Regions from separate parts of the Mus musculus genome. Here all the other regions are linked to region 3. The links are chromatin contacts, called in public Hi-C and promoter capture Hi-C maps. All regions are on one chromosome and are shown on one strand. The core of a region is the stretch at or near the end of the contact, and the rest is flanking DNA. Distances in the headings are between cores, read along the strand shown. Region 1 holds the start of Dnajb1 (DnaJ heat shock protein family (Hsp40) member B1). Region 2 holds the start of D830024N08Rik (a long non-coding RNA gene). Region 3 holds the start of Usp38 (ubiquitin specific peptidase 38). Region 4 holds the start of Scoc (short coiled-coil protein). Region 5 holds the start of Adgre5 (adhesion G protein-coupled receptor E5). Region 6 holds the start of Prkaca (protein kinase, cAMP dependent, catalytic, alpha). Region 7 holds the start of Rbmxl1 (RNA binding motif protein, X-linked like-1).

Region 1 (3,148 bases), core at 526-3,025, 2.6 Mb after region 3:
CAGCCTTACGTAGAAAGCTGGCATTTCCAGTTGTGAGATTATCCCCAAACAGAAAGATTTCCCTTGCATAACGTAGTGGACAAGCCAGCACCCGCCCCCCGCCCCCCCCCCCATGGCAAGAAACCTTAGTAAAGCCCAGATAGGCCCAGCCAGAGGCACACCTGCACTTCTCCGTTAAAATCACCCCGTAAATGTGAAGCACTCCCATGTCCTGTGCTTTCCTTGCCTCTGGGACAGCTCTTCTGTTCAGTATGTACTTTGATTTCTAGTCACCTATTTTGAAGGCAGGCTGGCCTCACAGGGAGTCCTCGTGCAGCAGCATCCCTGCACTAGACTACAGGAATATGCCACTGTGCCCAGGCTGTCGCTATCTCTGTATCTTTTTGTTTGTTTGTTTGTTTTTGTTTTTTTTCGAGACAGGGTTTCTCTGTATAGCCCTGGCTATCCTGGAACTCACTTTGTAGACCAGGCTGGCCTCGAACTCAGAAATCCGCCTGTCTCTGCCTCCCAAGTGCTGGGATTAAAGGCATGCACCACCACTGCCAGCTCACTATCTCTGTCTCTGTACCTTTAAAGACACTTTCTCTACAAGTGTTCCCTAGCTCCAAATCCATGGGGAGGCGGGGGGCAGGGCTCAACTGGTTCGGTTTTCATGGGGTCAGTACAGTTAGGAAAATCAAAACACATACACCACACACAGCTATACCATTAACGGAAGGCTAAAGTCATTTTTCTCAGGGGTGCCTAGGGCAAGGGTTATCTGACTCTCCTCCTACAGAGCTTCCAGAAAGGGAATGTCAACAGTTGTCCACTAAACAAGATGATTAATCATCTCTTTCAAGAACACCCTTTGTCCCTTGTCTTTAACAAATGCAGAATAATGTCAACTTCACCATATTCCACGACCATTCCCTTTGTACAGATGACCACACTGAGACCAGAAAAGCTACTCTACCAACCCAAGGTCACACAGCCAGAAAGTGCTAGGATGAGAGTCAGTCTTTCATGCACTTTCAGGCAGTCCCATTCCCTGCAAGAACCACCAATGACTATTCCAGCTTCTCTATGCCTTCCAATATCTGAAGCTCTCTCCTCTTCCTCACTCAGCTCCGTCCTTGACCGCCATCATCCCAGACTTACAAAACCAAAAGCAAAAAGCTATACTATATCAAAGTATTTGGAAATATTTACGAAGCACCCAGTGGATCTTTAAAAAAATCACGCAGCCCTGGTGGTAAACTCAGACGGCAAAGGAAGTGACAAGTATCAGAACGCCAAGAGGCGAGCTAAACCCAGTAGGAATTAGTAGGAAGTAAGATAAACCGGAGAGGCAGCCCGACTGCAGCAAGCCCAAGGCAGACCAGTCTCACCTCGCTTTACAGTAACGGCCTTACGGGAAAAACCAAGGGCTACGGGCAGAAGAGGGCGGGGTGCCTATTTTTATCCCTGGGTTAGAGCAGGAAAGCTTAGAGGTACTTGTCAGGTAGCTACCACAAGTCACGCAGCAGAACCTCCCAGCCGGCGATAACCTGGGGGAAAGGGTGCGGCCTTTCGGAGAGGCCCGTCTCTGTAGCCCCGCCCCTCTTCGCGCCTCCACCTGTCCGCAGAGAGAGAGAGGGTTGCGATTGGCTGGATCCGCTACGGAGGCGGAACCCCAGCAGCCGGCGCGCGCGCCCGAGGAAGGCGTTGACCAGAGTAGAGAGGGAAGGGGCGTGGCCCCGCGCGGAAAGCCGTTGGCAGCCGGGTCCCACCCCGGATGTGCTGCGTCACGGAGCGGGCCGCAGCGATTGGCCGGTGTCGTGCGGCGCATCGGGAGGGGCGGAAGGTTCTGGAGGGCTGGCGGGATCTGGAAGCTTCCGCCGGACGGGTATATAGAGTCCGGGACGGGGCAGCAGCGGAGCCGGAGGCGGCGACAGCTGGGCGGCGGTGGCCATGGGCAAGGACTACTATCAGACGCTGGGCCTGGCCCGCGGCGCGTCCGACGACGAGATCAAGCGAGCCTACCGCCGCCAGGCGCTGCGCTACCACCCGGACAAGAACAAGGAGCCCGGCGCTGAGGAGAAGTTCAAGGAGATCGCCGAGGCCTACGACGTGCTCAGCGACCCGCGCAAGCGCGAGATTTTCGACCGCTATGGAGAGGAAGGTACGTGTGCGCGCGGCCGGGGTGACCCGCCGTTTGACAGGCGGGGAAACCGAGGCACTCGGAGCCTCTCCAAGACCTCGGCCGGGGACAGGCATTCCGGGGATCTAGCGGCGGCGCCGCCTCCTTCACCCTCTGATCCGCGGCCTCAGACAGGAGGAGGAGCTCTGGGCGCGCCGCTGGCACAGAAGCTTCTAGCACGTCTGCCGCAGCCCCTCCCGGTCGGTCGCCTGCACAGCGCCGGAATGGTGCAGATGGAGGGCGGCGGTCGCGATGGGAATGAAAATTGCCCGAGTATTGATTCTCTTTCCTAGCCGCAAGCTCAGTGTTCGCTCACCCAGGGTTGAGCCTTTTTGGTAACAGTGCGTAGGAGCTTCTCTGTAAGATGGTAACAGCATAGCTGGGAGGATGGAGCAGTCACGTAAACCTGGTCGCACCGAGATCTAGAGGCCTTACTACCGAATATGTTGTCAGGAAGTAAAACGGAGTAGTGTGTTTCTTGCTCCTATTGCCATTGGGAGTTAAAAGACTTGAGATTCGTCCTTGACTAACAAGCTTTTTAATATATACATAAAATCCCTCCCGCTATAGTTCCTGTGGCCTTTTTACTAAGAGCAAAACTTGTTGAGCAGAGTGCGGGGGCTCACACCTCCACATGGGAAACCGAATTAGGAACGCTGTGAATTTGCTTCAAATCAGAGCTACAGGGTAATAAGCTCCTGTTTCCAAAGGAACCGGATGTTGTGACAATCCCCCCTCTGGGGTATTTGAGTCAGGAGGATTGCCTTGAGGCTACTCTGGACGAAAGTTTGTGTGTTACGTGGCATTGACAGTAATACATGCAAAAGGAACAAAATGTGACCATTTATTTGAGACAGGACCTCACTGTTGCTGGAACTTTGTTTTTCAATTTATTTGAGCGTGTGCCTCCGTGTATATGTGTATACCATTCACATGCTTCTAGAGAAGAGGGCATTAAAGGTCCCGGAACTAGAGTTAGACCATGGT
Region 2 (3,482 bases), core at 398-2,897, 2.6 Mb after region 3:
ATCGGTGCACGAAGAGAGTCTCCAGCAGGCGCTTGATGTAGTGGAACGAGTGGCACATGCAGGCGAGGCTAGTGGGGTAGCAGACTCAGCCAGGGCCAATCCAGCCTCCACCCTCCCTCCCACCCCCACCTTCCTCCGGGCCCACTCACTGCACCACCGTATGCCGACTGGACGTAAAGTCGTATTTGCGGCCATAAATGAAGGGTACCCGGAAGTAGAAGAGCAGGTAGATGAAAAGGGGCCCGGCATACTCCGTCAGGAAGACCTGGGAGTACCCAGAGACAAGGTGAGTCGCCCCAGGGTAGCTGAAGGCAGAGACCAGGGAAGGAGTCAGAGCTCACCGTCACCCAGCTGATCTGGGCCCCGAGGTCCCGGAAGTAGAGTGTGGCTGTGGTGCCCACAGGAAGCTTCTGTAAGACATCTTCATCTTTCAGGGACTTCCCCTCTACAGAGAGAAGTCAGTATTTGGTTACTGCCCTGGTTTCCTGACCCCAAGAGCCCAAGGGATAGGCTGATGGACAGCTGTACTCACTGGGGTCCAGGCGGAGGGACTGGCGGGCAGGATACCACTGCGGGTCTGCCAGGAGAAGGTCAGGGGTTGCATCACCTAATCTGGCAAGGCTCAGCCTACCCACGCCCCAACTTGGCCTGCCTCTAAAGGCTTCCAGAACTCTAGGACCCCCCCCCCCCAGCTCCTCCCACCTGTGCAAGGGCACACAGGATAGGCAGCGACAGATTTTATTTTTTACCCCTTTGGATAGATAGCACAAGAGCATTCCTGCTGGTGACCACACAGGGGCAGCCTGCCCAGTCAGCCGGGCCTCACTCACTGTTCCAGTGTGCTGAGAGGCAACAAGCCGATGAGGGAAAGGCATGCGGAGGCATGCGGGCCCAGGTCACATCCAGAGGGGAGGCAGGAGTGGGGGGTAGATGTGTCGGGAGCGGGGGGACACGTATGTCAGGAGCAGGAATAGGTGTGTCGGGAGACTCACGTGTCTTGGTGAAAAGGGTCTTGATTTCAGAAATGGTGGCCTGAGGCTCTACCTAAAGGAAAACAAGGTGTAAGTCCGGAGGGAGCCAGGCCTAGGATGGGGGAGGGGGTCCAGGTACAGGCAGGTCAGGAACAAGCTAGCTGACTTCACGGGGTACATCCGTCCTCCACCTCCTTTACGGACACAGAGCCCTCCCAAGGCTGCCTTGTCCCTTCCCACACCAGGCTGTCAGCTTCCAGCCCCACAGAGGGGCCCCAGCTGCTCACTCTAGCGCAGTGGTTCTCAACCTTCCTAAAGCTGCCACCCTTAGTACAGTTCCTCATGGTGTGCTGACCCCAACCAGAACATTATTTCATTGCTACTTCATACCTGTAATTCTGCTGATATGAATTGTAATATAAATATCTGCTATGCAGGATATCTGATAGGCAACCCCAATGGGGTCTCAGCCCACAGGTTGAGAACCGCTGCTCTAGATGAAGACAATACCCTTTACATGCCTTCTGAAGGACAGGGAGGGCCACCGATGCCTGCATAGCCCTACAGGAGCTGTAAGGAACAGGGACCCAGCCCTCCTGGCACTTCACCCCCAGGGGTGCAGTCCTACCTTGTCCAGGAAGCACAGCTTCTCCCTCGTCTTTGCATCCCGAATCTCCACCTCAAAGAAGAGGACAGCCTTTTTATGCTTCTTGGCTGCTTTGTGGGGCATGGGCATGGGAAGACCATCGAGGCCTTGGTGGGCCTCTTTGGCTGCCATGCTCAAGCTGATATCCATGCCACAGCCGCTGGCCCTCCTGCTCTGCCTTCCAGTCTGTGGTGCCCACTGCCAGTCGCCAGCCCCCACCTCCGACCTCTCCTCACAAAGCTGCTGTGAGCTGGGCCGGGCAGCATGATCAAATTCTGCCTCGGTGCTGGAAGGGAGCCTGTGTCTGACCAGGCTCAGCCAGCGCCAACGCCAGATGTAACCCGAGTGGCACCAGGGCCTGGCCTGGCTAAATATAAAACCATCTCAGCCCGAGTCCCCACCAAAGGAGCCACAGTCCTCCCCTGAGGGCTACCCTCATACAGGCAGTTAATTGGGTGGGCACAGGCCCTCAGAAGTGCCAGGGGCATGAAGAAGGAAAAGGCCCACAGCCATGGCAGGCGCCGCAAGCCCAGCCCCGGTGTGCAGCCCTGGCCAACAGGTTACCCAGCCTGGGGAAATGCCAGCTATCTGGAGAATCTCCGAGACAGATCATCCATTTCCACTTCTAAGCTGTAAGGGACACTGGATTATTTCCCTTGTGCATTTGTGTTCCCAGGGAGGTGACAAATTCCAGAGGTACTGGTGCAGAGTTCCCAAGTCCCTCCACCTCCCTCTCCACCGCCTCACTCCTCACAGCTCCTACCACATCAGGCCAACACAATGTGCTCACCCATGGACGAGCCTACCAAAGCCCAACACATACCCTCCCAACACATACCCTGCCTGCACCCCTGGGGTCCACAGTCCCCAAAGGAGAAACCTGCAGGCTGAGGCCAGAAAATATGCATAGGGGCAGGGTAAGGAGGCAGGAGCCCCAGGGGATCTGACCCATCGGACCCAGCAGGTCAGAGAAGATGCTCAACACTGCCCATGCTGGCTGGGGGAGACCCAAGGGCTATGCGGAGATCTGCCACTTTTTTCCAGAAGAAGGGGGCATCACAGGCCAGAGAAGCCAACTGTTGCCACCTACATGCTCCCAACAACAGAGGCCATGGCACGATCCCAGATCTGCTAGGGGTCCTTGAGAAGGCATGGGTGGGCCGACATGGTGCTGGCACACAGAAAGTGTATGCATGTGTGTATGTGTGCATGTACAGGTCGGGAAGCCCCCACGGAGGTAACCCTACACAGTGATGCTGCCCTGTAGGGCCTGGGCTTGAGTTCAGAGCAAGGTTCCTATGCCAGGCAGTGGTACCCAGGCCTGCTTGCCCATATGTGCCAGAGCCTACATCATGGACACAGCATACTCTGGGGCAGATGGCTGAATCCACACAAGGACAATCAGTGCCAGACTGAGCTGTCATACGCTGGGACCCCTCTAAAGAGGACCGAGAGGGGAGGAGCACATGAGGAATGTGCTAGAAGGGGCGAGGTGGCAGGGCTCTGGGCTGGGGCTATATTAATAGTTGCTGAGCCCCTAGAGTCCATGTGAATCACAGGAGGGCGGCACAGTGTGCACTGGGAGGGAAGGCCATGGAGTTCCTGCTGAACCACTCAACAGCTTAAAATACAACCAGCCCCTCTCCCTACTGGGCCAGCTGCCGGGGAGGGCTGAAATCCTAGCCTCTCCCCCAGCTGGGGCACTGCAGCCAGGCCAGGAGCCGTGGTGCACCAACTGGTGGGCAGCAGGAGAGCGCGTGGAGAGGGGCCACGGTGAAGAGCAATCCCAAGCCACAAGCTGAGGGACTGCCTGCAGCAGAGGTGAGTCAGGGGGCCTCCCACGGCCTGCACAAGCCCAAACTCCA
Region 3 (3,188 bases), core at 208-2,707:
GTGGTGTAATTAAATGACTTGTTCAGTGACAAAGGTCTTTGGACTTAGGCATCCTCAATGTTTTGGCTCCAGCGTACCATTCTGAACAAGGCAGTGAAGAGGAGTAACATTTTGCATAAGGGTATTTAGTTTTGCTCTCCATCAAGAACGTCTCTTACTGGAGGAGTTACTCTAATAAAATAGGCTACCTGGCCTCTTTCAGTACCCCCAAAGAGAATGCTTCCGGGGGGGAAAAAAGCGCACTGTGTTGATGAGACACACGTGTTGAATTTCCAAGACACACTTTTCTGAAATAATGACCCTTACCTGTGGAAGAGATGCTTGCAAAAACTTCTTGCAGAGAAGGTAGCAGCGTGGAGGGCTCAGCCTTCCAAATATTCTGTAGTAAGGTACTCACTTTCGTTACCTGGGAGACATACTCCCGTAGTTCCTTCTCCTGAGTGGACACGCACTGGAAATGACCTATCGTTCGAACCAGCTGTTGACAGAAGGTAACTGACAGTTTCCCTTTGGGGACGCACTGCACGAAATCGGTCAGGAGGTCGCTCAGCCGGGCACAGAGCACTGGCTCCGGCCTCTCGCAAACCATTCGCAGGACCTCCACCTGGAGCAGGCTGAAGAGATCCAGCACCGACGGGCAGCTCATAATCAGCTTCAGGCCGTTGTGAATGTAGTCCAGGATGGCGACGTCCTTCCTGTCCACTGAGTGGTAGCCCTGCTGAAGGAGGCCCAACACGAAAGTCTTGTTGAAGAAGGACTCGAACTCCGGCCGGTGGTACCGCGCGTAGGCCTCCAGCACCTGGTGGCCCACTTGTCGCTGGAAAGGGTCCTGGCCCTCCAGGATGAGGCGGGTCGTCAGGTCAAACATGGCCTCGCACTGCGCCTCGTCGAGCCAATGCTCCGCGAACTCCACCACCTTCCGCACAATCATCCGCTTGAGGGGCAGCGGGTGCGAGGAGCTCACCAGGCCTTCCAGAATCTTGTCCATCGTCGCCACTCTGCAAGGCCAGGCCCTGGGGATAAAGAGCTGGCAGCGGCAGCCCCGGGGGGCAGCAAAGCGCCCCGGCGGGGAGGAACTTGGAGCCAACCAGCAGCAGGACCGGCCACCGCCACCGCCGCCTCAGCAGCCACATTTATCGAGTGGGAAGGCCCATCCGAGCCGGGACGGGAGCGAGCGATTCTGGGACGCCGAAAGGCTGCGGGTCCCCGCGGTCCGCCTCAGGGGCCGGAGGTCCGCATAAGGCTGCCTCGCTGGGCCCGCGACCTCTCCCAGCCTCCGGGCGCAGGGACCCTCCAGGCTGAGCTGGAAGGTGAGGAGCGCCTTCGTGTCCCGGGTCAGTGCGGAGCCCCGGCTCCCGCGGGTGGGCAGTTAAAAGTCGCCCTGGGTTGAGTCAGGAGGCACTGTCAATGCGAGTACCTCGATCTGCCAAGGAGAGGAGCCGGAGGCGCGGAACACCCTGAACCCGGAAGCAGAAATACTGGCGAATAGGAAGTGAAGCTCCGAGGTACAGCGGATAGGTCCGCCCTCGCCCCGCCCACTTTTTTCCGGTCCTTTCCCGGCTACGTTCGACCCATTTCCTGCTGGCCCCGCCCCTCCCCCTTCTCCATGTAGCTCCTCCCCCGATAGGCCGCGCCCCCTTCCCTGGCGCGCAGGCGCAGAGGCACGGAGTGAGTCACGCGGCCACTCTCACGTCACTGGAGACTGTGTGGTACGTCACTGGCGGACTTCCGGAGGCGCTGCTCAGGGAGCCTACTCTGAGCTCTGAGGTTCTTGTCGCCGGACGTGGATTCCGTCAGTGGTGAGGGTTAGAAACTCAGAGACCACTCAGCGCGAGCGAACCGAGAGTCTATACTGAGCCGCCGGCGACTGCCGGGGGGAAACCCTTCTCTCAGAGCAGCCGGAAGAACGCACTGTGCAGGGAGCTGTAAAAGGCAGAGAACACGGAAACACTACTTCCTTGTTTGCCGTTGGCAGGGAAATAAAGTAAGCAAGCAGCTTACTAGAAGCCCAAAACGTGCAGTTGCCTGAGGCATTTCCCCGAGTTTCTAGGACAGAGTTGGGGTACAGGACTTTTCACTTTCATCAGGGAATGATGGTGTCAGTTTCCGGGTAAACCAAAGATGGCTCCACCTGAGACAAAATGGAGGAACTTTTACTATGTCATAGTCTGAGACATGTTGCTTATGAAGACAATTCGAGGAAGTGCTATTAATTGTTTAAAATCTTGTGTCTGAGAAAATTTTGGAAACGCGAGAAGAGCACTAGTTGAGGAATGGAGGAAAGTATAAGAAAACAAACAAACAAACAAACCAAGCTTTGGGGGAAATCTTTCTAAAGACCTTGTTAGGCCCAGACATACTCCAATGCCTTAAATGGCTGGGTTTTTCCTCTGAAACAATTGCTAATGTAGAGAGAGTACTGGTGGCTCATATATTTAGTGGTGATTCAAAACAAGGTTGTTGTAAGAATAGATTTTTTAGCGGGTGGTGGTGGTGCTCGCTTTTAATCCCAGCACTTGGGAGGCAGAGGCAAGTGGATTTCTGAGTTCGAGGCCAGCCTGGTCTACAGAGTGAGTTCCAGGACAGCCAGGGCTACACAGAGAAACCATGTCTGGAAAAAATAAAAAATAGTGAGCTTTTGTATTCAGTGTTCAGTGTATAAGCAAGATCCTTCTCAGCTAAATTTAGACCCAGGCATAGTGGCATACACCTTTAATCCATGGAGATAAGGCCAAGCAGATCTCTGAGTTCAAGGCCAGCCTGGGACAAGCAGGTTCTAGGTGAAGAGCTTAACTCCAGGCCTGGTGGTACATGCCTTTAGTTCCAGCATTACAAGAGACAGCCATGTAGGTCTCTGAGTTCATTTCAGGAAACCCAAACTTAGGCAGAGAGGGAGTTAGAAAACAGAAAGCTGATAATAGAACATGGTGGAGGTGGGAGGACACATTCCAGCTTCAGCAAGCAGCAGAACTTGGCAGCTTTGGCCATGTGGCTCTGGCTTTAAAGAAGGGATTACTGGGACAATTGATGCTGGTAGCTGGAGCTAAGAAATTAGTGGTGATTACGAAGAGACCAGCGTCACTGAAGTGAAATCTTCTGGGAAGTGTTTTCTGAGAGCACAAAGAAACTGTGTTCCAGAGATAGCCAAGGCTAGATCTCGAGCTGCAGCTCTACGTGGTAATGTGTAA
Region 4 (3,176 bases), core at 540-3,039, 2.4 Mb after region 3:
CCAGTATAGGGGAATGCCAGGACCAGGAATGGGAGTAGGTGGGTTAGGGAGCGATGGGGGAGGAGATCTTCGGAGGGAAAACTAGGAAAGGGGATAACATTTGAAATATAAAAAAAGAAAATATATAATTAAAAAAATCTCAGCCTCAGCATCCTCATCCATAAAATGGGCCTAATAACTGCATCTTATGGGTTTGTTCTGGGAATTTAATACATCCAGCTATGTGTTTGTGTACTTAGTAAGTATTCAACAGATGTTAACAGACCTTCTCATCTCTACTCTCTTGTTTTGACCACAGAAGAAACTTTAGAAAAATCATGTGGCCAAAGGCCTCATATTAGAACTCCTGGCCTAATCTGAGAGTGGCTTAATTCACATCACAGTAGTCCATCCAGAATCAAGGATATAGTCAATGTCCACTCTGCTTTTCCCATCATTCCACCTCGGCTGGCCTTAACATCTCAGATATGAGTTTGACATTTCCCTAATATCCTTTCAAACTCAACCACCAGACTTCTCTTGAACCTGCAATTAATGTTTTCCATCCATCATCCACTCACCAGCAATAGTTTTTTAAATTTAAAAGTCCAATGCACTACAGGAATGCACTGAACACTTTACATATATAGTTTTATCACAACAGAAAGAAAATGCAATTCACAGATGTGGATACTAAGCCTTATAAAGGCTAGAGGCCTTGCCTCATGTTTCATAGCCAAGATATTATTAAGGTCCTAAACTGAGTTTGAAAAACTCAACTCCTTTGGCGTTTCCACAAACAAAACAAATATAAAATTTCATCTGCATCCACTCCAGTGTGATGTTTCTAATCTGTTCATGTTCTGCTTTGACATTTTAGGGCTTTCAAAATCGATGGAAATCGAGGAACTACATCGTCAATAAGGATCAAACTTAAGTTAGATCCCCGGGGAGCTAGCTGCATCCAGTTTAATCATTGGAGCATACAGACACTAGGATTCCTACGCACAGCTTTGAGTCGCAGAAACGGATAACGGTTTGGGGACCTCTGTCCTTCTGGCTATTGCGACGTCTGTCTCTGGTGGTGTAACAGAAACCTTGGCTTTTCGGGAAACTATGATTTCTCCTTCCCAAACCTTACTCCTCAATATTTGTTCCGCAGGACGCCTGAGAAAAGCTGACAAAGAAACAAACCCAGGTTCTAGCAAAGACGTCCCACCCCAGACATGCACGGGCCACCACGCCTGCAAAGCAATCCTAGCACTCGAGAGGCTGAAGCAGAAGAATTGCGGCGAACTGGAAGGTAGCTCGGGCAGCAGAGCGTCTTCTCCTACTACCCGGTCCCATCGCACCCCCACGGCGTCCCGGTCCCGCACCGCCGGGCTCTTCCCACTGAGCCCGCGGCGTGGGGCCGGGAAGGTGGCTGCGCAGCGCTCGGCGGGATGTCGGGCCTCGCGGCGCCGCAATCCAGCACCCAGGCCGCCGCCCGGGTTCCCGTTCCATCCCGCCCCGCCCCACAGGGCCTCGGCGGTCTCCCAGGCCCAGCCCTCGCCGCCCCGAGCCGCCTCACCTTGCGTCTGAAGCGCCGGGAAGAGGCGGGATGGGTAGGAAGCCTCAGGCCGCGCGGCTCTCCGACCAACTGACAGCGTCAGCCCCGCCCTTCCCGCCCACGGAGCGTGCGCCGAGCGAGGAGGCGTCCTCCCACCAATCCTAACTGGAAATTGCACGCCTGCGCACTGGCTGCTGGACGCCTCGACAGGCCTGTGGCAGAGCACCGGGGTCCACCTTTGCCCTAACAAAAGGGCATTGACGACCAATCAGGATTTTTGGGCGTGTCCTAAAAAAGCAGCGACCAATCACGGCGCAGAAGAGAAGATGCGCCTAAGAAAGCGGTCCTCGCTGAGCATCTTTTGTCTCGCCAGGAACCTGGAAAGTGGGGTGGAAAGTCACTCTAGGTTAAAAAAAGAGAGACGGGGAGAGAGGGAGGGAAACAGAGACAGAATTTCTGGAAATTGCCGTGACCAGACTCTAGGAGAGAGATATTTCGTTCACATTCAAGAACAGAGTGAGCAGAACAGTGCAGCGCCCTCCCCCCTCGATTCTAAAAGCACGGTTTCCTTTTTCCCCACTTCTAAAATTAGATAACGCACAAAGCATATACCATTAATGGATGTTTCTCTTCGTACCCCATATTCAGGACAATTTTTAAACTTCCGTTCACCCGACCACGTCATGATTCCTTAGATCAGCAGTCTCCTGATCTCAGTCTCAGAAAACCCAAGGCTTAATTAAAATTGTGTTTCTTATTCAAGTGTACATGTACAATGCCAGACTTTGGGTTGCTAGGTGATTTTCGTGACACTTCATTATAACCTAACCTTTGAAACAAGTATCTTGCTGTTAGCGGTCAGTGACCACAGTATATTCTTACCTGCAAAGCATTCTTGCTTTGACTTTATCAAAACCTCTGAGCTGTAGAGGCCAGCTTACAAATACTTTCTTCTTGGCTTTTCTTTCTTATATAAGGTTCTATTTTTAATTGCATGAATATGTAGCGGTGTGTATGTACTTGCTTGTGCCTGTGCAAGGTGCCTGCAGATGCCAGAAGAGGGAATCAGACCCCTGGGATTGGGGTTACAGGTGGCTGTGAACCATTTGGTGAGGATGATGAGAACTCAACTCAGCTTCCCGTGAAAGAGCAATAAGTACTGTTAACTTCTGAGCCATTTCTACAACTCCCGGGTATCTTAAACCAATCAAGCAGGATTTGCTAACACGTGACCGTAATCCTTTATAAATAAAGTACCTACCATTTAGTGTTTGAGACGAAAGTATTAGGCTTGGACTACAATTCAGGATTTGAAGGAAGGAGAATATGGGAAGAGAGGGAAACCCCAGGTAACGCTAAGAGGAGTGCCAACAAAATAGAATGAATATGGGCAACATTCAAAGAAGGATGGGATTTTCCAAGATAGTGAAGAACACACTTTCTTTTCAAATGCACATGGGCCAGTCATAGAAATGGGCCTGAAAATTTGTTTTTGGTTTTAATTTTTTATTGTATGTATATTTTACTTGCATTTATTTCTCTGAAACACTTGGGTACCTGGTGCCTGAGGACGCCAGAAAAGAGTGTTGGATCTCCTGGAACTGGAGTTACAGACATTGTGAGCTGCCATGTATGTAGGCGCTGGAAA
Region 5 (3,372 bases), core at 824-3,323, 2.7 Mb after region 3:
CCATCAGGAAGATCAGGAGGTAGGGGCGGGGCTATGTCCAATCTACACAAAGAGAAGCTAGGGCTTGGAGCTTGGAAAAAAGATGAGTGATCAAACCAGGCCAGAGAAAGGACAGTAGACTCAAGTAATAGTTACCCAAGTCAGGGGGGTTCCTTGTCCCCTGGGCTGGGCTGGGCTCTACCCCACCATGCTAAAGGCATCAGCCAGACCGCCTACATCTGGAGACTTGGAAATTAATCAAACGGGAGCAGAGCCGTTCCCTTCTGCTCCCAGACACATCTGGTTCAACTTCCCAAGCTCAGACTGGAGCCAAGGGACTCCTGCTTAGAGAATCCAGAAGTGGGGGTAGGGCAGCCTTTGTGCTTCCTGCAGTATTTCATTGTGTAGTTCCGGCTGGCCTGGAACTTACTATGTAGACCAGGTTGGCCTCCAACTCCCAGGATCATGGAAGCCTCCTGCCTCCGCCTCTCTAATACTGGGATTCAAAACCTGAGAATCCAACTAGCGAGGCTGCTTGGTTGGTTTTGAAGACAAGGTATCATGTGGTCTCAAACTCAGTATACAGCAGAGAATGACCTTGAACTTTTGACCCTCCTGCCTCTACTCGCTAGGTACTCTGATAGCAGACACAGACACCACACCCACATGTTCAGTTAATTCAAACTGTAAACCAGAAAGTTTGTACACAAACTCTTGGCCCTTGAAACAATATGGTAAAATACAGCTGGTCTTGTTCCATTTTACAGAGGAGGAAAGTGCAGCCCAAAGTCACTGTGACCCAGCTTAGTGACAGCCAGGCAGGCCCCTGCAGCTGTTTGCCACCAACTGTGACACCCTGGGACTCTATTTCCTGGTTCTAGGTCCATGGCTACTGAGCTGCCTGCCACCTGTCACTAGCACTCAGGCCAGTCATTGTGGTTAGGGTGACCCCAGTTTGTGCCCCAAGTTCCATATCTTGGGGTAACTCCAGCTGGTGCCCCGTTCCATTTTTTCACTGTTTGTTGTCAAGTTACTTAGGTGACTTAGCCATCAAACAACGGTTGAGGCACCCAGGGTGGGGCGGGAAAGTCATGATGAAAGCCAAGTTCAAACCACAGCCTGGTAAGTTCCTTTCAGCCAGCAGCTCCGTCCCAGACAAGTCCCAAGGAGATTCTCTGCCTGTTCCTGGCACGGAGACAGCAGGGGACAGACTGGGGCAGGGGGAGTTCCCACCCTCGAAGAAATGGGCACCCTCACGTGGGTTTCTCTTCACATTGAGAGCGTCTGTTTGGGCAACAGTTTGCAAAGTGTACTTTAACCTACAGTTCTTTTTAGCTTTTTTTTTTTTTAAACTGTATGTGTTTTGCCTGCATGTATGTTTGTGCACTGCATGTATTATTGTACACTGCATGTATGTCTGTGCACTGCATGTCTGTTGCCCGTGGATGCAGAAGACAGTGTGAATCCCCAGGAACTGGAGTTACAGACACTTGTGAGCCACCATATAGGTGCTGGGACCCAGCCAGGTCCTCTCTTAATGCTCTTGACCTCGGCACCACCCCAGCCTCTAGCCTGCATTTCTTTTTCTTTTGTTCTTTTGAGACAGGGTCTTGCTGTGTAGCACAAGCTGACCTGAAATTGGTGACCCTGCTGCCTCAGCCTCCCTAATGCCCTGTGACACCATGCCTGCTTTGTTACCCTCTTTAACTGCCCCCGTGCCTCAGTTTCTCCCTCTTAGTCTCCAAACTGGCAACACTCAAGCCCATTAGGATCTGACACCCCCTGGAGAGCCCTCTGGGGCGCACAGGTGCGCCGGCTTCGACTGTCCCTGCCCCTCCTGGCCACGTCCCGCGAGTTCCCTCCCGGCTCCGCGCAACCCCGAGGTCTCACCAAGCAGGCCGGGGCATCTGACGCCCCTCATGGTGGCGCGGCACGGAACGGACAGCGTCTGGGGTTGATAGAGGGCTGTGGCGGCCGGCTGGGCTGGGCTTTTATGCAGCGGGCGTGAGCAGGGCCCTCCCCGGAACTGTCCTCCCCGCTGGAAAGTAACAGGAAAGTGCCGGGGAAACAGACCCAGGGCGCGCCGCGCGCCCGCGTCTGGAACAAACGCAACATTCCTCCCCCCCCCCCCCCGCGCGCGGCTCCGACACCCGCCCCCGCGGGGAGCTGGGTGGTGTGGTTCAGGCGTCCTGGGACGGGGACCAGGCACATCGGACAGAGCTGGGTGGAGCTCCCACCCGAACGATGTCCTGGGCGACCCTCGCCTTTCCCATCAGCAGGACTTGTCGGCTTCTTTTCCAAGAGAGAAACTGAAGTTCAGAGAAGCCAGGGGCCAAATAAGAACCAGAAGAGGACTGAGGGTCCTGCCGGGCTGACTGTCCAGGAACGAGAGACATCAAGGTTTGGAGATGCGGCTCAGTGTGCGCAGTGCTTGCTTAACCTGCCCGAGGCCCTGTCTAGCCTCAAAGCCACATAAGCCGGCAGAGGACCGCTAGCCTGTAATCCCAGCACTAATCAGGAGTTCAACTCATCCTCCGTTTTGTCGCTTTTGAAGCCTGCCCGCGCTACAAAAGACCTTGCCCAAAAAGACAAGGGGTCATGGCATGGCTGCGTTGGCCTATACTAATACCGTTCTCTGGAAAGCAGAGGCTAAACCGGAGGCCGTTTTTGGCCACTTAAGAGTTGCAGGCCAGCCAGGCCTACGAAGCATGAGTCTATCGCAAAAATAAAAAATAATAAAGTGGGGGAGGGAAGTGCTACCAAGATGGTTCAGCGGGTAAAGGCACTTGCCCCAAAACCTAACGACCTGATTTCTGATACCCAGGACCTCCATGATGGAAGGAGAGAGCCAACTCCTGGAAGTTGTCCTCTGACCTTCACGGGCACACGGTGCCACACACAAACCCAAACACTAAATAAACAAGTCAATAAATAAAACGTAATAAGGGGCCGGGCAGTGGTGGCGCATGCCTGTAATCCCAGCACTTGAGAGGCAGAGGCAGGCGGATTACTGAGTTCGAGGCCAGCCTGGTCTAGAGAGTGAGTTCCAGGACAGCCAGGACTGCACAGAGAAACCCTGTCTCAAAAAGCCAAAACAAATAAACAAACAAAAAACGTAATAAGGACTTAAAATAGAGGAAGAGAGAGCTTTGACCACGGGACATGGCTTACCACGGCAGGGCTTTTTGGTTACACGCACTGACCTTGCCACAGTCTATAGAGAGTCATGTGATGTACACTGGCTTCCTGTTTGAGTTACTTGTGTAACTATGGTTTCTTTTCATGTGTGTGTGTTGGGGGCGGGAAGAATGCCAAACCCAAGGCTTTGTGTATGCTGGACAAGCACTCTACCAAGGGAACTACATTCTCAGACACATCTAGTGATTTTTCAAA
Region 6 (3,151 bases), core at 103-2,602, 3.0 Mb after region 3:
TGGAGTCCAGGAGAGGTAGCTCATCGTCCACTCAGCACCGTCCACCCAGCACCGTCCACCCTGGCCACCCTCTATTACAGAGCTCTGGTGAGGGTAGGGATAATTTGTTTCCAAGAGTACATTTAGCAGTATCTGGAGATGTTTGTGTTGTCCCAGGCAGCAGACAGATGGAAGAGTACCAGCATCCAGAGTGTGAGGGTGGGGTTCTGATATCAACCTAGTGTGCAGGAGACCCTCCAGCAGAGTGCTCAGGCCCCTGGTGTCAGTGGCAAGGTGGGAAACTGACCACGTTCTGACAGTGCAGACTTGAAAGAACACCGAGTGAGGTTCTAGTTCAGTGGTACAATGCTTACTTCGCAGGGAGTATGCATCGTGTTCAATCCCCAGCATTGCATAAAAACAAAATTTAAAGATGAGCATCCAGAAGGAAGGAGAACGGCTCTCTTCCTGCCCAAAAGGGGCAGGTTATGTTGGTCATGTCTAGGCAATGGAGATTAGTTAAGAGCAAGGAACTAGCCTGACCGAGCCTCCATAAAATGGGAGTATGGCAGGCCCAACGTGCAAGGTACAAGAAGTAATGCACTTGGCTGGCGTCCGTAGTTACTACTTTTCAGGGGCCTAGGGTTGAGCCTTAGCAAAGAGTGTAGATACTCTGAGTCTCCTCCCAGCACGCCCTCAGTTCTGGGTCCAACATCCCCTTGCAGCTCCAGTTGTGTCGCGAGCAAACCAAAGCGGACCCCGAGCTAGTTGGGTCACGGCTGCCCAGTGTCGGGCCTCCTTATGAATGACACCGAACGGCGCCCGGCGACCCTTGACCCTCGGCGCCAGCCCGCCCCTCCCCCCCTGGCAGGTGGACAGCCGCTGCGCCGGCCCGCCGTGGCGTCAACCTCTGGCCCGTGGCCGCTGCCGCACTGGGCAGGGGCGGGAGACTGCAGCGCGCACATTGCCGCACGGGCGTCCGCCGGGCCGCCTCCCGCACCTCGCAGCGCCTGCCACCCAGCCACCCTCCAGCCGCCGCAGCCTCCGCCCCGCCCGCTGCCCGGGCCGCAGCCTGAGCCGCTGCCCCGCCCTCTCACCCCGGGACTGACACTAGCCGGGGCCGCCTGTCTCCGCCAATCGACGGCTTCGCAGGGGCAGCCCCAAGCCCTCTCGGGCTTCTCGGCCAATCACGTGCGTTCGCCCGCCCGACTGCGGCCTCACGAGCCCGTGAGTGGCGGAGAGTCTGCAACTCGCGTCACTCATCCAGGAGCCTATGGTGGCGCGGGAGGGTTCCGGAGGGCCAATGGACAGCGGCGTAGGGCTGTCAGTCAGGGAGGCCTGAACCAATGGGCGGTGGGCTGCGGGGGCGTCACGGACAGAGGACTTGGGCTGAGGCTCCCCCGCGGGCGGGCGCAGAGAGACGCGGGAAGCAGGGGCTGGGCGGGGGTCGTGGCGCCGCAGCCAGCGCAGCCAGCCCCAGGGGCCGCCGCCTCCGCTGCCCAGCGCGCTCCGGGGCCGCCGGCCACCTTAGCACCCGCCGCGTCGCAGCTCCGGGACTGGCCCCGGCCGCGACGCCGCCGCGATGGGCAACGCCGCCGCCGCCAAGAAGGGCAGCGAGCAGGAGAGCGGTGAGTGCCCGGCCGTCACCCTGATCTTCACTGCGTGCGGCCTGCCCGCGCAATGCCCATCACTGCATGGCCCCTCCCCCATATGCCCCCCCAATCTTGTCTGCCTGCACCCCTGCCTGCTGCCTGTTCACGTTGGGGTCGGATCACCGCAGAGATACTTTGCCCCCAGTAGGGCCTGGTGCCCATGGCCTACCATCCCCCACTGCAAAGGCCGTGCCCCCCCACCCAGCTGTCACTGCCAACCATTGCATGTATGACCGCCGGGGCCCCAGATGAGGCCCTGTCACCACACCAACCCCTCTTCTCCTAGTCCCTTTCTCCAGATTCTATACCCCCTCCCACTTCGTCACTTACCTTTCCCACACAGCGCCCCAATGCCTGACCCTGATCCAGGCTCCTGCCAGTTTCGGGAGTGCTGTGGGGTCCACGCTGCAGGGACCTTGGCCACTTGGTGACCACACCCCTCCCCCTCCAGCCCCCGCCATCTTTCTCCTACCCCTGCCCGATTCACCTCATCACAGCTCCCACCTCCAAGCCACCCCCACCCCCATGAGCATTTCCCGGGGCCACCTCCTGCATTGTTTTTCCCTTCTGTGTCACTTGGCATGGGGGACAAGATCTTTCTGGGTCCCTCTGCCCCTCTCATCCTGTCACTCCACCTCCTCCGTGCATTCGTCTGGCCCTGGCTGGGGTGGCAGACTGTTTATGAACCTAGAGAGCTGCTTCTGCGCTTCCTTATCCAAGTTGGAGCTGGTCTTGCTCAGAGCCATTACGTCTGTCCTTTTTCTTGGGTTGCGGGTGAGGTAAAGCGGCAGAGCACCCTCCTGGCCTACCCTGAGGTCTGGGTTCCTTAGAAGGCCCCTCAATAAATGGTCGTTTCACAACTGCGGTTCTGTCGTTCACCCAGCCCCTGGGGCTGGTTTGAAACTGCGGATGAAATGAATAGCAAAGGCTCATTCCACTGAATGGGGATGGTCAGAAGAATTGCGCGCATTGGGGTAACGCCATCCAGCAATAGGTGACAGCTAATGATTTGGTTTGCTTAAGACAGATGGATTCTGTGCATACCGAGGGCTCACCCAGAGGGAGGTATATCCACACACACATACACACACCCCCCCCCCAAAAAAAAAACCATGCTGAATTTTTCTAGCCAGGGAAAAAAAAGTGATTCTATATTTGAAATTACTTCAGAAAGGGCCTTGGGCCCTGTCCCCCAGTGCTTCATGTCTCAAAGTGGTGTCACTCCAAGCTAAAGCTGTACTGCAGCTGAGAACAGCTTCCAGTTACCCAAAAAGGAGGCTCTGATCAGCTGTGCCCTTCTCAGTGTCTGAGTCCCCCGAATGCCACTCAAGAAGCCCAAGAACTTTCTGCCCCTCCCCCCCCCCTTCAACCAGCAGAGCTCAGCCCAGCCTAGCAGCCTTAAGAGGCCTGGCATTTCACAGATGGGCGGGGGACAGAGGCAAGTGCTTGTAGTTGAGGGCTTGATGACAGAGGAGCAGGTGGGTAGTGCCCAAAAAGGTCTTGGGCTTGAGCTTGGAGGG
Region 7 (3,328 bases), core at 317-2,816, 2.5 Mb before region 3:
TTAAAGATACACACAGAAAAAAGGTAATGAATGCTCAAGGATGCAGAGAGCAGCCACTTGAAACATATGGAGGGAGATGTGATGCCTAACCAGGTCGAGACTGGAGCATCAGAACCTAAATCAAGGAAGCCAGGGAATATTAACAGCCACAAGAAGCTGGAAAGAGCCTTTAGAACACATGGCCCTCCAATATCTCCATTTTGGATTTCCTTATTCTGCAACAGTAAAACAACATGTCTATTGTCTGAGTATAGCTAACTCGGGGAGGGGACTATTTGTTATAGCAGCCCTAGCAAACTAATACAGTCCTTGACAATACAATTCACAAAACTACGGTTAAAATATTCTATGAATTAAGATTTTGTTCTAAACAGGTCAAAATCTCTAGAAAGACTCTGTGAGCAGCCTTACTTAAGCAGCACTATCTGTGATGACCTTTTGAGTATTCGATGACTGAGGCAGATTTTTTTTTCCTTTTGAACCAAGCAAAATTACTGAAGAAAATTATGTTATAAATTTTACTTCCTAGAACTCCACTTACCTTGTGACTGTCTTATAATAAGCCTTTATCACATTTCATGTACTTCTTTTGCCTGGTAAATTGTTTAATGTCTCCCTATTAAGTTCTTTTTATCTTGAGATTAGCTTTTCTTCATGCTGCCTGATGCGTAATTACCGAGCAGTGGGGGCTGTGCAACTGAGAACTGATAGCACAACTGCTTAAAGCAGCTTAGTTTTTGGATAGCGAGTCATGTCAGCAAGATAAAGTTAAATAGAGCAAATTGCACGCCGAGTCTCTTTCAAGCTTTGAATGCATTCAGAATGAAAGTCTGGTACAATCCCTTTCGAACGTTACGTTCCATAGTAAACTATTCAAGTAGCTGATACCAGGCTGCTTCAAAATGTCCCACAATACTTTGTTCCTTTCTTTCTTTGGGTGCATAAAGAGGAAGGGTTGATGCTCGGAAGACCATTCGTGAAACTATGTCATAGATTCGCCAAAATGCAATGCAAGAAACCGAGGGTTGGGGGAGGGGGCGGACATCAGACCCTCCACCCTGGATCTGGCCCTCACTGCTTTTGTTCTGAGTTCCTGGCCCCCTCTCAGTTGTCCTGTTGCTTTAGTGGTTCGGGGTCAGGCAAAGGCCCGCACCACGCGGCCTCCGGAATCGCCCGCCCACGCGCGGCACACGGGTGGGGAGGAGCCTGGGTCGCTCTCTCACCGCCCCCCAGGGAAGATTTGCCCCATCCCGGCCGTCCTCCCCACTCCCGAGGCGGGTTTTGGCCGCGGAGGCGGTCGGGCAGAAAGGCCCGGGCAGGCCACCGACCTGGCGGGAAGGCCCAGCCCGCCTTCCCCGCCTTCCCGCCGCCGCCGCTGCGGGAAGGCGGGGGGCCTGCCGTCCCGGACGTCTGCTCGGCCACCGATTTTCAACCTACCCACGGGGCTAACGCTTCCCTAACTAGGAAGCCGCTTTCCCGCGCCGGTCGCCACACGCGTCTGCCGCCGCCGCTCCCGCCGAGAACCAGAGGCCGCGAATGGCTTCCCCTCCCCCCGCGCAACGTCAACGCGACGTCGGTCGTCGCCGTAATGTCTCGAGTATACGCGCATAGACATAGCAGGCATTGGCGCGCGCAGCCGCCGCCACGGCGCAGCCCGGTACCGGCCCAGCGCACGCCGCGGGTCTCTCGGGCTCAGGGCAGAGTGAGAGACGCTCTCTGCAAGGCATGTCTCGGGGCTCGGGCCGCCGTCAATATAGCTTTACTGCAGCGACACCCATGATGAGGCTGGGCGTCTGGGGCGCCTCATCCCTCTCTCCCACTGCGGGCCTCCCCAAGCTTGGCCGTGTATGCACGGCGGCGGGTCCTGTTAGTGCAGCCCGTGACTCGTCTCACTTGCGTGCTCCTGGTGTGCCTCCGTTTTACGTCCCCTGCGCCCTGGTCCTCGGCGGGTGGGCGCGTCTATTCTGAGGTGCGTGGTAGTGATGGCGGCGCTCAGCGAGGCTTTCCTGTCACTGGGTACTACTACTCCCAGCCCGCCTCGGAGCCGCCCGAGCCACCCCTCGGTCTTTAGTTTACGAGTGGCAATTTGACTTGCTCTGCTGCATGTCTGGAGGGATCGAGGAAAGTGTGGAGACGCCCCGGGGATTTAGGGATCGCAGTTTGGAAAGCAAGCCAGCCAAACAAATAAACAAAACCCACCCGCCCTAACAAATATGAGGCTGCTGGAGAGGGCGAGGAAAGAATGGTTCATGGTCGGGATAGTGGTGGCGATCGGCGCCGCTAAGCTCGAGCCGTCGGTCGGAGTGAACGGGGGTAAGTGCCGCACCTCCGCCGGCTGCAGCGCGCCGGCTCCCACTTCTGAACTCGTCGGCGAGTCCCCGGGAGGAGCGGCCGCCCTGGCTGCGGCACAGCCCTCTGTCTCGCAGCGGGAGAGAGGGGGGCTTTTAGCAGGTTCTTCTCACTTGCTAGCCCAGGAGGGAATTAGGAATGGGGCAGGGGAGTGGGAGTGCAGGTTGCCTTTTCTGCGGGCAATCAATGACTTCTGCTCAGTGCCGGAGTGAGGGTACAGAAACTGAAAGTTACTCCTCTCGTTCTTAGTAGCATCCCATCCCAAGGGACTATAGGTTGCCAGGAGTTCTTTATCTATCCTGGAATAGACCTCATTATCCAGTCTATTTCCGACTCCTCCCTTTTGCCGCCCCCCCCCCCCAAAAAAAAGTCTGTTGGAGAGAAAGGGGTTTGGGGGAGATTATTGGCGGGAGCGGCGGATAGGAGAAAAAGGAAAAAAGGATACCCTTGCTCCAAACTTCAATTTTTAGTGTGCCTTAGTTGCTGACTAAAACTCCCAATTGTACTGACACGTTGCACTCTTTCCTTACGGGACACTACTTCCGTGTGCTGCTGGGCTGCCGTTACTACAGCAGCCGTCCAACAGTTGCAGACTGTGTTAGACTATGCACACTGTATGTTTTGGCAGGGAAGTGTGGATGGGTTAAAACCTCCGCTCCAATCTCTGAATAGTAGGAGCTTTGTAATGTGACCTGTGGACACTGGTGGGAACATGGGACGTGTCACTGGCGTTTTATACCCTCTCCCCCACCTTCAGACAACCTTGTTCTGCTTTTCATAGATATTAATTGAGTTTCTTCAGTTCATATGTTTTTGACCTCATGAGTTAGGTTCCAGGTTTATTGGCAGATCGAATATATCAACCATGCAATGGACCCAAATAAGGACAGAAGAACACACAGTCTTTCCCAAGTAGGAGGTGCCCATGTAGATATTTGAAATTTTACCTTGTTATTAAAACCTTACAGAAGTGAATGGA

Evidence for each region. Promoter capture Hi-C pulls out the DNA fragments that hold promoters and counts their contacts. Hi-C and Micro-C count contacts between places; a contact is called where the count stands out from the background.
Region 1: a promoter capture Hi-C map of pre-B cells shows a contact between it and region 3, with 5 times the contacts expected there. The contact joins the promoter of Dnajb1 here to the promoter of Usp38 in region 3. A contact is called at or near these places in 9 of 39 promoter capture datasets (3T3-L1-derived adipocytes, the C10 cell line, cranial neural crest and 6 more), 3 of 115 datasets of contacts at active chromatin or transcription factors (astrocytes, embryonic stem cells and epiblast stem cells) and 1 of 9 other capture datasets (adipose tissue).
Region 2: a promoter capture Hi-C map of pre-B cells shows a contact between it and region 3, with 4 times the contacts expected there. The contact joins the promoter of D830024N08Rik here to the promoter of Usp38 in region 3. A contact is called at or near these places in 7 of 39 promoter capture datasets (the 3T3-L1 cell line, cranial neural crest, hippocampal neurons and 3 more), 1 of 484 Hi-C or Micro-C datasets (double positive thymocytes), 3 of 115 datasets of contacts at active chromatin or transcription factors (astrocytes, embryonic forebrain and embryonic stem cells) and 1 of 9 other capture datasets (liver).
Region 4: a contact with region 3 is called in a promoter capture Hi-C map of liver, with 6 times the contacts expected there. The contact joins the promoter of Scoc here to the promoter of Usp38 in region 3. A contact is called at or near these places in 9 of 39 promoter capture datasets (the 3T3-L1 cell line, 3T3-L1-derived adipocytes, the C10 cell line and 6 more), 2 of 115 datasets of contacts at active chromatin or transcription factors (astrocytes and embryonic forebrain) and 2 of 9 other capture datasets (adipose tissue and liver).
Region 5: a contact with region 3 is called in a promoter capture Hi-C map of pre-B cells, with 2.5 times the contacts expected there. The contact joins the promoter of Adgre5 here to the promoter of Usp38 in region 3.
Region 6: a contact with region 3 is called in a promoter capture Hi-C map of neutrophils, with 3 times the contacts expected there. The contact joins the promoter of Prkaca here to the promoter of Usp38 in region 3. A contact is called at or near these places in 2 of 39 promoter capture datasets (neutrophils and pre-B cells) and 1 of 115 datasets of contacts at active chromatin or transcription factors (astrocytes).
Region 7: a Hi-C map of CD4 T cells shows a contact between it and region 3, with 5 times the contacts expected there. The contact joins the promoter of Rbmxl1 here to the promoter of Usp38 in region 3. A contact is called at or near these places in 2 of 39 promoter capture datasets (both in liver) and 1 of 484 Hi-C or Micro-C datasets (CD4 T cells).

Annotation. Positions count from the first base shown.
Region 1 is chr8:83,606,400-83,609,547 of GRCm38.p6, forward strand. It overlaps Dnajb1 (DnaJ heat shock protein family (Hsp40) member B1), which reads left to right and starts at 1,776. Exons shown (of 3, transcript NM_018808.3): 1 at 1,776-2,143. The coding sequence starts at 1,933. Gm42029 (a long non-coding RNA gene) reads right to left here and starts at 1,451. Exons shown (of 3, transcript XR_878996.2): 1 at 1,371-1,451.
Region 2 is chr8:83,572,879-83,576,360 of GRCm38.p6, forward strand. It overlaps D830024N08Rik (a long non-coding RNA gene), which reads left to right and starts at 1,648. Exons shown (of 3, transcript XR_003947410.1): 1 at 1,648-3,438. It overlaps Tecr (trans-2,3-enoyl-CoA reductase), which reads right to left. Exons shown (of 13, transcript NM_134118.5): 2 at 1,600-1,650; 3 at 993-1,044; 4 at 533-577; 5 at 342-445; 6 at 150-265; 7 at 1-68.
Region 3 is chr8:81,013,449-81,016,636 of GRCm38.p6, forward strand. Usp38 (ubiquitin specific peptidase 38) reads right to left here and starts at 1,458. Exons shown (of 10, transcript NM_027554.2): 1 at 307-1,458. The coding sequence starts at 988.
Region 4 is chr8:83,440,873-83,444,048 of GRCm38.p6, forward strand. Scoc (short coiled-coil protein) reads right to left here and starts at 1,790. Exons shown (of 4, transcript NM_019708.4): 1 at 1,550-1,790.
Region 5 is chr8:83,739,238-83,742,609 of GRCm38.p6, forward strand. Adgre5 (adhesion G protein-coupled receptor E5) reads right to left here and starts at 2,074. Exons shown (of 20, transcript NM_011925.2): 1 at 1,870-2,074. The coding sequence starts at 1,900. Gm46046 (predicted gene, 46046) reads left to right here and starts at 2,049. Exons shown (of 2, transcript NR_168527.1): 1 at 2,049-2,379.
Region 6 is chr8:83,971,626-83,974,776 of GRCm38.p6, forward strand. Prkaca (protein kinase, cAMP dependent, catalytic, alpha) reads left to right here and starts at 1,353. Exons shown (of 10, transcript NM_008854.5): 1 at 1,353-1,607. The coding sequence starts at 1,562.
Region 7 is chr8:78,507,362-78,510,689 of GRCm38.p6, forward strand. Rbmxl1 (RNA binding motif protein, X-linked like-1) reads right to left here and starts at 1,567. Exons shown (of 2, transcript NM_001252089.1): 1 at 1,438-1,567. It overlaps Slc10a7 (solute carrier family 10 (sodium/bile acid cotransporter family), member 7), which reads left to right and starts at 1,967. Exons shown (of 12, transcript NM_029736.2): 1 at 1,967-2,313. The coding sequence starts at 2,214.